3 separate regions of the Gossypium hirsutum genome follow, and all the other regions are linked to region 1. A link is a contact called in public Hi-C data. All regions are on one chromosome and are shown on one strand. Each heading gives the region's core, a stretch centred on a gene start, on an enhancer-like site or on the middle of the called end of the contact. The rest is flanking DNA. Distances are from core to core; before and after follow the strand shown.

Region 1 (2,586 bases), core at 41-2,540:
TTCTGTTTAATTACCATTACAAGCTTGGAAGATTATGTTTGTTGCTCTATCTTTCAATGCTTGTCTCAAAGGTGGATCTTTAAGTTCAAACAAAGATATGAAGAAGCAGATAAACGACAAGGGTGTTACTGATCTCATTCTCCAATTCAAGGCATCAAGTATCAGAAGCTCCATTCGTTGAATTGCGGGGGCATCAAAGATGAACCCTTCGTCTCTCTGTTTCATTTGTATTAGTCTTCGCATGAAGGTAAAAAAAAAAATTTCAAATTAAGATGAGATGTTTAATTAACCTGGAAATTGGAGGAAGAGAAGTGTTGTTCCTTCATCTTTGAAGCCAAAGAAATGGTAGCGATCACAAGAAGCCTCAACACCCATGGATTACCTTGCTGTTACAGTATTCAAGTTGTTATAAAAAATACTTTGTTTGGTTACCAAGAAAACAACACTCTTCATCTTGCCTACATACAGGAATTTCTTGCCTGGAGACGAACCGGTCCATGTAGTTAGTAGCCAGGTATGTTGTGTAAGGATCAATGTTACATGAATACTGTGCCTGACCAATTAAAACAAGTTATAAAAGACAAGAACAGTAAACCATGTATTAAAATGAAATGGAAGGAAAAGAACAGTAGTGAATAGTGAAAATAGATATGGGTACCCTCAAAATGAGAGAAATGGCTTCCTGTCGAAAAGAAACAAACAAGTCATTGCTCTTTAAACTTAGAAAGTAGTTGTGGGAAGGCATGTGATCAGATTCTGAAGAGAAGAGAGCTGAGATTATATCAGATTCTTGATTGTCCAAGCTGGTGAATGGGTTCTCAAGATCAAAGCAATCCATAATTTTTTTTCTTAAGAGAAGAATGGGGAGAGAGTGAGAGTGAGTTTGCAAAAGAATAGAGTTATAATAATGTTGAAAAAGAGAAGAAGAGAGCTGAAAAAACCAAGTCGGATCTTCAACTTCACTTGTGACTTTTGTTTCTGGGTCTCACAAAGCTGCCTTGTTTAACTTTAATTAGAATATGCCATTGCTACTCGAGAAACTGAATTAGTATCATGAACATGATATTTATAATAATAATAATCTAATTTGAAGGTAGAAGGTTATACTTTTGAAAAGCTAATATTGTTGGAGAAATGGATAAAAGTGCCATTCTTCTTTGAACACATGTATGTATATAGTTTAGTATGCAAAGCAAAAGGAGAAAAGTGGTCCCAAGCAGAGCTCACAAAGCAGTAGAAAGAAAGAAGACAGTTTGGCGCAGTATATTTCCTTTTCTTCGTTCCGCGATAAGCGCCGGTCCATTTTAAAGAAGGTGCCGCTTAAATAATTCACCGCTTAATATCCAACAAACTATTATTTATTTTTTTTCCTTCTTTAAAAGAAATTACTTTTCCTTTTTTAATTTTGCTTTTGATCATGGAATAAGACCCTCTTTAATTTAATCACATTCCACAAACTCCTTTCTTGTTTTTCTTTTCCCTTTTATAACAAGTTTTTAAGAATAAATAGTTCATCTAATATTAATAAGAATAAAAAAATTCATAAATTTTTTTAGGATTTTATCATATATATAATTATTTTAATTATTTTATTATTTTACCATGTCATTCTAGAAAAAAAAATTCTCTACTAAAGTGAGCAGGACAATAATCCAATTTTCAATGTCTTAAGACCCAAGGTTTCTTTTCTCCAAGTCAAATTTAGGTAGATTGACTTCGGGTACCTTTTTTTATTTAATTTCTTTCATTTTCTTTAACAAACCTCACCGTCTCTTCCTTACCTATTTAATTTTTAATTTTCTAAAAGATAACCTATCGAGGTAAATATTGAGTTTCAAATATTTATTAGATATAATTGTTTTTTAAATAATTGCATAAATTGATTAAACAAAAATTCAAATATTCAATGGTTGGATAGTAAATTTCAAGTTGATTGAGATAAAATTTACTATTTTAACTTGTGCTTATAAATAGGGGTGAGTGTTTGATCGAATTGAGTAAAAAAAATTGAGTTGGTGGGTCCTTTTTTTATTATCCTAACTCAATTTGAATTTTTTTTTTCTAATCGAATCAAGTGAAATTATTCGAGTTAAATTAAAAAATTAAACATTTTGAATTAAAATCTCAATACAATATAACTAATTCCATGTTAGAGTAAATAAATTTGAAATCATATATATTTAAAAAATTTCAAAGAAAAATAAGAGAAAAAAAAGATATTTTAGTATGCTTGAATCATTAATTAACTTATTTAGGTCCCAAACTTATTATTTTAGAAAATTTTAAAATTTTTAACTTTCTTTATATATTCTTTAGATTTTTATAATTGTTGAAAAAATATACATTTTGCAATTTTATAAATATTTAGAATTTTAAAATTTATTTTAAATTTTTTTTTGTAATTTTTGGTAAGAGAGGCCGATTTGCTCATTTTCAAAAACTAACAAAGACTGTTTACATCAATTTTTTATTCAAATTATTCGAGTTATTTGAATGGTAAAATTTAAGAATGGTAAAATTTAACTCAACTCGAACTCGAACATCGAATTATTTATTCATGTAGACTCGAAAAAAATTGAATAACTC
Region 2 (2,586 bases), core at 32-2,531, 840 kb after region 1:
GATCGTTCCATCGATACACATGCCGAGGAGTCCATAACTATTGCTTGCCTTTCTTCTGCAAATGATAGTTATGATAATTTTGAATTCAAATTAATAAGTTAAATGATTTTATTTTTTATTCATTTGAACTCAATTTTTTTTAAAAAAATTCGGTTACTGCCCATTTACGATGACAGCTGCTTTGTTCTTTTATATCTGCCTTTTCCACCTTATTTCCATTTCTCCCAACTCCACCTATTGGAGTTCACATTCATTAATTGGCACTAAAGAATACCTCAGCTTATCTTGTTGACTTTCTTATACAGTGGAGCACAAAATACTCCTACTAAATATTTTCTCTCATCGTCTTAACTCCTTTGATTAAATCCTATTTTTAATACAATAATAATAAATATATATGTTTGTGATGATTATAGTTGAGTTGCGCCTTTTGAATATTTATTAATTTAATTGCGAATATTAATCATTGAATGTAACTTTTCTTTTTAAAATTTATTTTCTTTTAAATTTCAACTACATATTGATCATTAGTCATTAGATATAAATCGAATTTCAATATCATTAAATAAGTAAGTGTAATAATTCAAGTTGCTTAATTGGAATCACCAGCAATCACACTAATTTCATCCCAAAAAGGAATTTTTTTTTTGTAATTTTCATGAATAAGGAAAGAATCTTTTATATAAAGCAAAATTTTTTATTTCAAATTAAGTATAATAATAAATTTAGTAGTTAATATTTATATTTTTATTAATTTAATTTTTATTTTTATTATTTAAATTTGATTATTAGTCTTTAAAAATGAAAATATTAATTAAAATATTAATTTTTAATAATGTTGGCGTAGCAACTCACATGACAGTTTACGTGCGCTTCATGCTAACGTGTCACTATTTATCTAATATTCTATGCCAACAAATAATCTAAAATTTTTAAAAAAAAATTTAAAATAAAAAAAAATTTAGCCTAAAATATGTGGACAATTTTTTTAAAAAATAATTTAATTAATATTTTCATAAAAAATAATTAAATTGTTTTCTGAAAACTAAATTTAACTAAAAAATAAAGAGTAAAAATAAAAAAATATAAATATTAAAAATTAAAATTATACCTTTAAATTATTCATATCAATAAATAATTACCTTAACTCCATAACTTTCGTATACGGATCCAGCAAAGCTTAACTCGGCCACAACATTAATATGATAAATAATTAATAAAAAATAATGCATTAAATATAATGATCTAAAACGGATCCCATCATAAATTATAATCAATTTTGTTTTTGTACATATGGATTTCCTTTTCTTGAGAGAGGGAAAAGAATCTTTATTTATATAATGGTATCTCTTCCTTCATTTATTGTTTTTCCCTTACAAAGTCATGTTGTTGCCTTTCACACCCTCTATTATACTATTCAGCTGTTCACACTTCACATCATCCTTCTAAATATAACTGTAAGCTCTTCTGTGTATATATATTTTTTTCCATTCTTGCTTATGACCCGCCTTGGTTGAAGAACACCCAGTTTTGATTATCACTACAAAGTTAAGGTCTTCGTTTTCTGACAGAATCTTGAAGAATACCCAGCAAGTAAACATGACTAATGTTTATGGAGGAGAATCCCCTTCAAGGCTTGAGGTTTGTGCTTTCTCGTCTTGTTCGTTTGAGTTATCAATGAGCTTAGAGTTATCTTTTTAAATTTAATTACATGTATTATTGACTTAGTTTATTGTTAAAAAAAAATCAGGGAAAACTGAGTGCCATGATTGTTTGTTGGATTCTGGGATTTGGATCTCTCATCTCTTGGAATAGTATGCTCACAATGGGAGATTATTATTATAATTTGTTTCCTGTAAGTAAACTCTTCTTACTTTGTGTTTAATGTTTATTCTTTAATTTTTTTTTCAAATGATATATATGGTTTTAAACATAAATTTTAATTTTTTTTGAATTACAAGTTTACGTCTTTTTATCTTTCCACAGATATTATAATATATTCTTTTTCTCTTTTATTGAATTTAAAACATAAGATAATGAAAATTTTAATATTTATCCCATAGTAGAGTTATATTTATTGACTATTAGTATAAATTCATAAAAGTTGTGTCATGGTCAAATTCAATTGATCTTTTTCTATATATGCAAAATCCGGCTGGGCTTTTGTGTGTGTTTTTATTATTAAATCTTAATTTCTTAATAATGGTATTTTTATTCTTATTTCTAAGAATAATATTATTTATCAAGTAAAAAATTTATAAGTTAACTCAACATTACCTTCATTTCCCTTCTATTTTCTCTGTCTTCCTTTTATATAATATTTTTTAGATGAAAGGATTCATTTACAGCAGTTTTATATATTTTTGTATTGTAGCTTAAAATTTTCTGATTATTTATTTTATATAAAAAACTTTCAATTATTTAATAAATATTAATATATATAATATTCTAGATCAATATGATAAATGTCGAATTAGATTAAAAATTTACAAAAATAATAAGTACAATTATATTGATAAATGATTAGATTTTTTATTAAAACAAAAATCAAACCCAAAAATTGTGAAAAACACGTGTAAAATATAT
Region 3 (2,586 bases), core at 35-2,534, 670 kb before region 1:
TCGAAATAGCCAAGTGTTGAAAATTTAAAGAACGAAAGCAAGGGTGAAAATGGCAAGGGGAGTGCGATTGGAGGGAATTCTCCACCAGACCCAAAAGGGTCCACTGTCCAGTGAAATTGCAGTATGTTAGAATGGTCTCCACCGTGCTGCCCTTGTAATCAGAACAACAATTCGGGGCGATGGAAGATCAATTACGCCGTACCGGGCGCCAAGTTAAACGTACACTGAGAAACAGATCCAAACCAAAATTGTTCTTCTTATGAATGCAAATGTAACCACTATTAGCAAGTCCCCAGGTCTTGATGAATTTCCCAATAAAAGTCGTCCTTTACATAACTATGATTTAAACAATTATGAAACCATGATCAGCAACATATAATAAAATAAGAGATTACCTTTGTAATGTTGACGCTGTTAGTAAAATCAAGTTCTTTTGGATCAATCTCATATTCTGGAACTTCACGCGCGTGATTTACATGCATTGGAGCCATCTAAGACCAAAATTCAACAAGCAACATAAATAGAAAAATCAGCGAAGGAAAAAGATTTCCAAATAGAAAATTCAAAAGGAACTTACAAAAGGCTTAGCTCCATGTTTCTCCAGAAGCTTAATCACATCATGATTCTTATAATATACAGCATCTGCCAAAGGCTATTTAACCAAAACTATATATATTAGAGAGAAAAAAATATAAAAAGAGCAAAACAGGAGGCAATTTTGGTTTTTTGCTTACAGTGCTTCCCCATCGATCTGTAGATTCGACGTCAGCGCCGCGCTGAAGGAGCAAGGAAACGACATCGGTCTGTCCTTGACAAGCTGCAATATGGAGAGCCGTCCGATCATCGATGTCGCGGAAATTAACATTGATCCCCGAGTCCAAGAGCTCGCGAATGCCGTCCAAATCACCTTCGTTGGCCAAGTACATCAACCTAAGTCCTTCATCTATCTCCTCTCCTTCCTCGTTCTCTTTCCCATCGGCTTCGCCTCTGTCTCTCTCCGGCGCCATCGACGATTGCTTCCCTAATGTAAACCTCACCGCCGCTTTGTTTTCCATCACTTAAAAAGAACAAGAGAATCAAAGAAAAGATAGCTACTTCTCTTCGTAAATCCAAAATAAAGTATGATCTTCAATTTGATTAACGCTTAATTAGAGAAGAATTAAACAGAACTGGGACCTGACGTGTAGATTTTTACAATGAAAGTAGATTGAGAGATTTTGGGGAGGTTTTATAAAGAGAGTTCAAACCAAAAAAAAAGGAAAAGAAATGAAAGCTGGAAAGAAGTCGCTGAAGTTTCAGTATTGGTTAAGGTAACGTATTTTCCTAAGGGGCTGTGGTATCCACGCGCTGTAGATGCGTGAGAGTAATTTTGGCGACGTAGCGGTGGATAGGAGATAGTTGACGAACTTATGACGGGAAGTTAACGCGCTCCGTTAAGCGGAACAATAACAAAACGAAATGGGAAAACGACGACTTTATACTTTATTAGATATTTGCGGAAAGGGGTAAAGATTCACCGCTAATACATGATCAGACAGTTTTAGTGCAGATAGCCGTGTGGAGAGGGACCACATATTTTAACAAAAAAATAATTGCACCTGTACATCTCACATCAAATGTCTCAATTGAATTTTTAAATGAATATTATTTCAATCAAATTTTGGTTTTTTTACCTAACTGACCCAAAATAATTAATTTATTTATGAAAATAATCTAAATCTAAAATTATATGAGTAAATGATGCATTTTTCATCGTGATCATCGATGTACTGGATTAGCTAATCATCGATTTTTTTTAAAAATATTTTTTTAAATGTTGTTATTATGTCATGTGACACTAATACATATTTTTTAAATATTTGTCAAAAATATTGGTATTTAAATAGAAAAAAATTATTTTTAATTGGACACCTATTAAATTTCTAAAAAAATATATTTTTAGGTGTCATCATCATGTTAGACGACACCAGTGATTTTTTTTAAAAAAACATTATAGAAAAAGTAGTTTAAAGTTTTGGTTATTGTTTTAGAATATTTAGAGCCGGCTACTAGGAGATCAGAACTGTAGAAGTCAACGAGAAAGAGAAAATCTCTTCTTTGGTGTCAAAATTAACATGAAAGGCCATCATAATTGGAGACATCAGTGGTTATTAAATACGAAGACTAAGATTTTCAATTGAGGAAAAAAAAGAAAAATAAAAAAAAAAACAAAAAAGACAACTTAGTACATAAAAAAAAAGAGACTCTTGAATGGGAAAAAAAATTAGAGAATCAAATATGGGAAAAAAAATATAATAATATATATTGAAAATAGAGATATAAAAGGGAATTTAATATTTTATGGAAAATACCCATCTCTACTTTTCATATATGTTATTCTCTTTCATTTCTCATATTTAATTATTTTTATTTTTCATATATGTTATTCTTTTTATTTTCCCATATTTGATTTTCTCTTTGGTATCTCTATTTTGCATATTTGTTATTCTCTTTTCTTTTCATATTTGATTCTCTATTTTTCATATATATATATATATTAGTATATTTCTTTTGTCATAATTCTTGTTTTCTATAAAATATTCAATT

What was found. Hi-C and Micro-C count contacts between places; a contact is called where the count stands out from the background.
Region 2: a contact with region 1 is called in a Hi-C map of leaf, with 2.4 times the contacts expected there. The contact joins the promoter of LOC107934246 here to the promoter of LOC107962239 in region 1. A contact is called at or near these places in 4 of 34 Hi-C or Micro-C datasets (callus and leaf).
Region 3: a Hi-C map of leaf shows a contact between it and region 1, with 2.4 times the contacts expected there. The contact joins the promoter of LOC107962161 here to the promoter of LOC107962239 in region 1. A contact is called at or near these places in 3 of 34 Hi-C or Micro-C datasets (callus and leaf).

Annotation. Positions count from the first base shown.
Region 1 is chrA06:94,839,112-94,841,697 of Gossypium_hirsutum_v2.1, reverse strand. LOC107962239 (putative cyclin-D6-1) reads right to left here and starts at 1,290. Exons shown (of 6, transcript XM_016898557.2): 1 at 659-1,290; 2 at 467-553; 3 at 291-386; 4 at 15-216. The coding sequence starts at 838.
Region 2 is chrA06:93,999,241-94,001,826 of Gossypium_hirsutum_v2.1, reverse strand. It overlaps LOC107934246 (equilibrative nucleotide transporter 3), which reads left to right and starts at 1,281. Exons shown (of 10, transcript XM_016866624.2): 1 at 1,281-1,457; 2 at 1,572-1,641; 3 at 1,751-1,855. The coding sequence starts at 1,600.
Region 3 is chrA06:95,513,240-95,515,825 of Gossypium_hirsutum_v2.1, reverse strand. It overlaps LOC107962161 (integrin-linked protein kinase 1), which reads right to left and starts at 1,284. Exons shown (of 12, transcript XM_016898423.2): 1 at 735-1,284; 2 at 578-652; 3 at 396-491. The coding sequence starts at 1,055.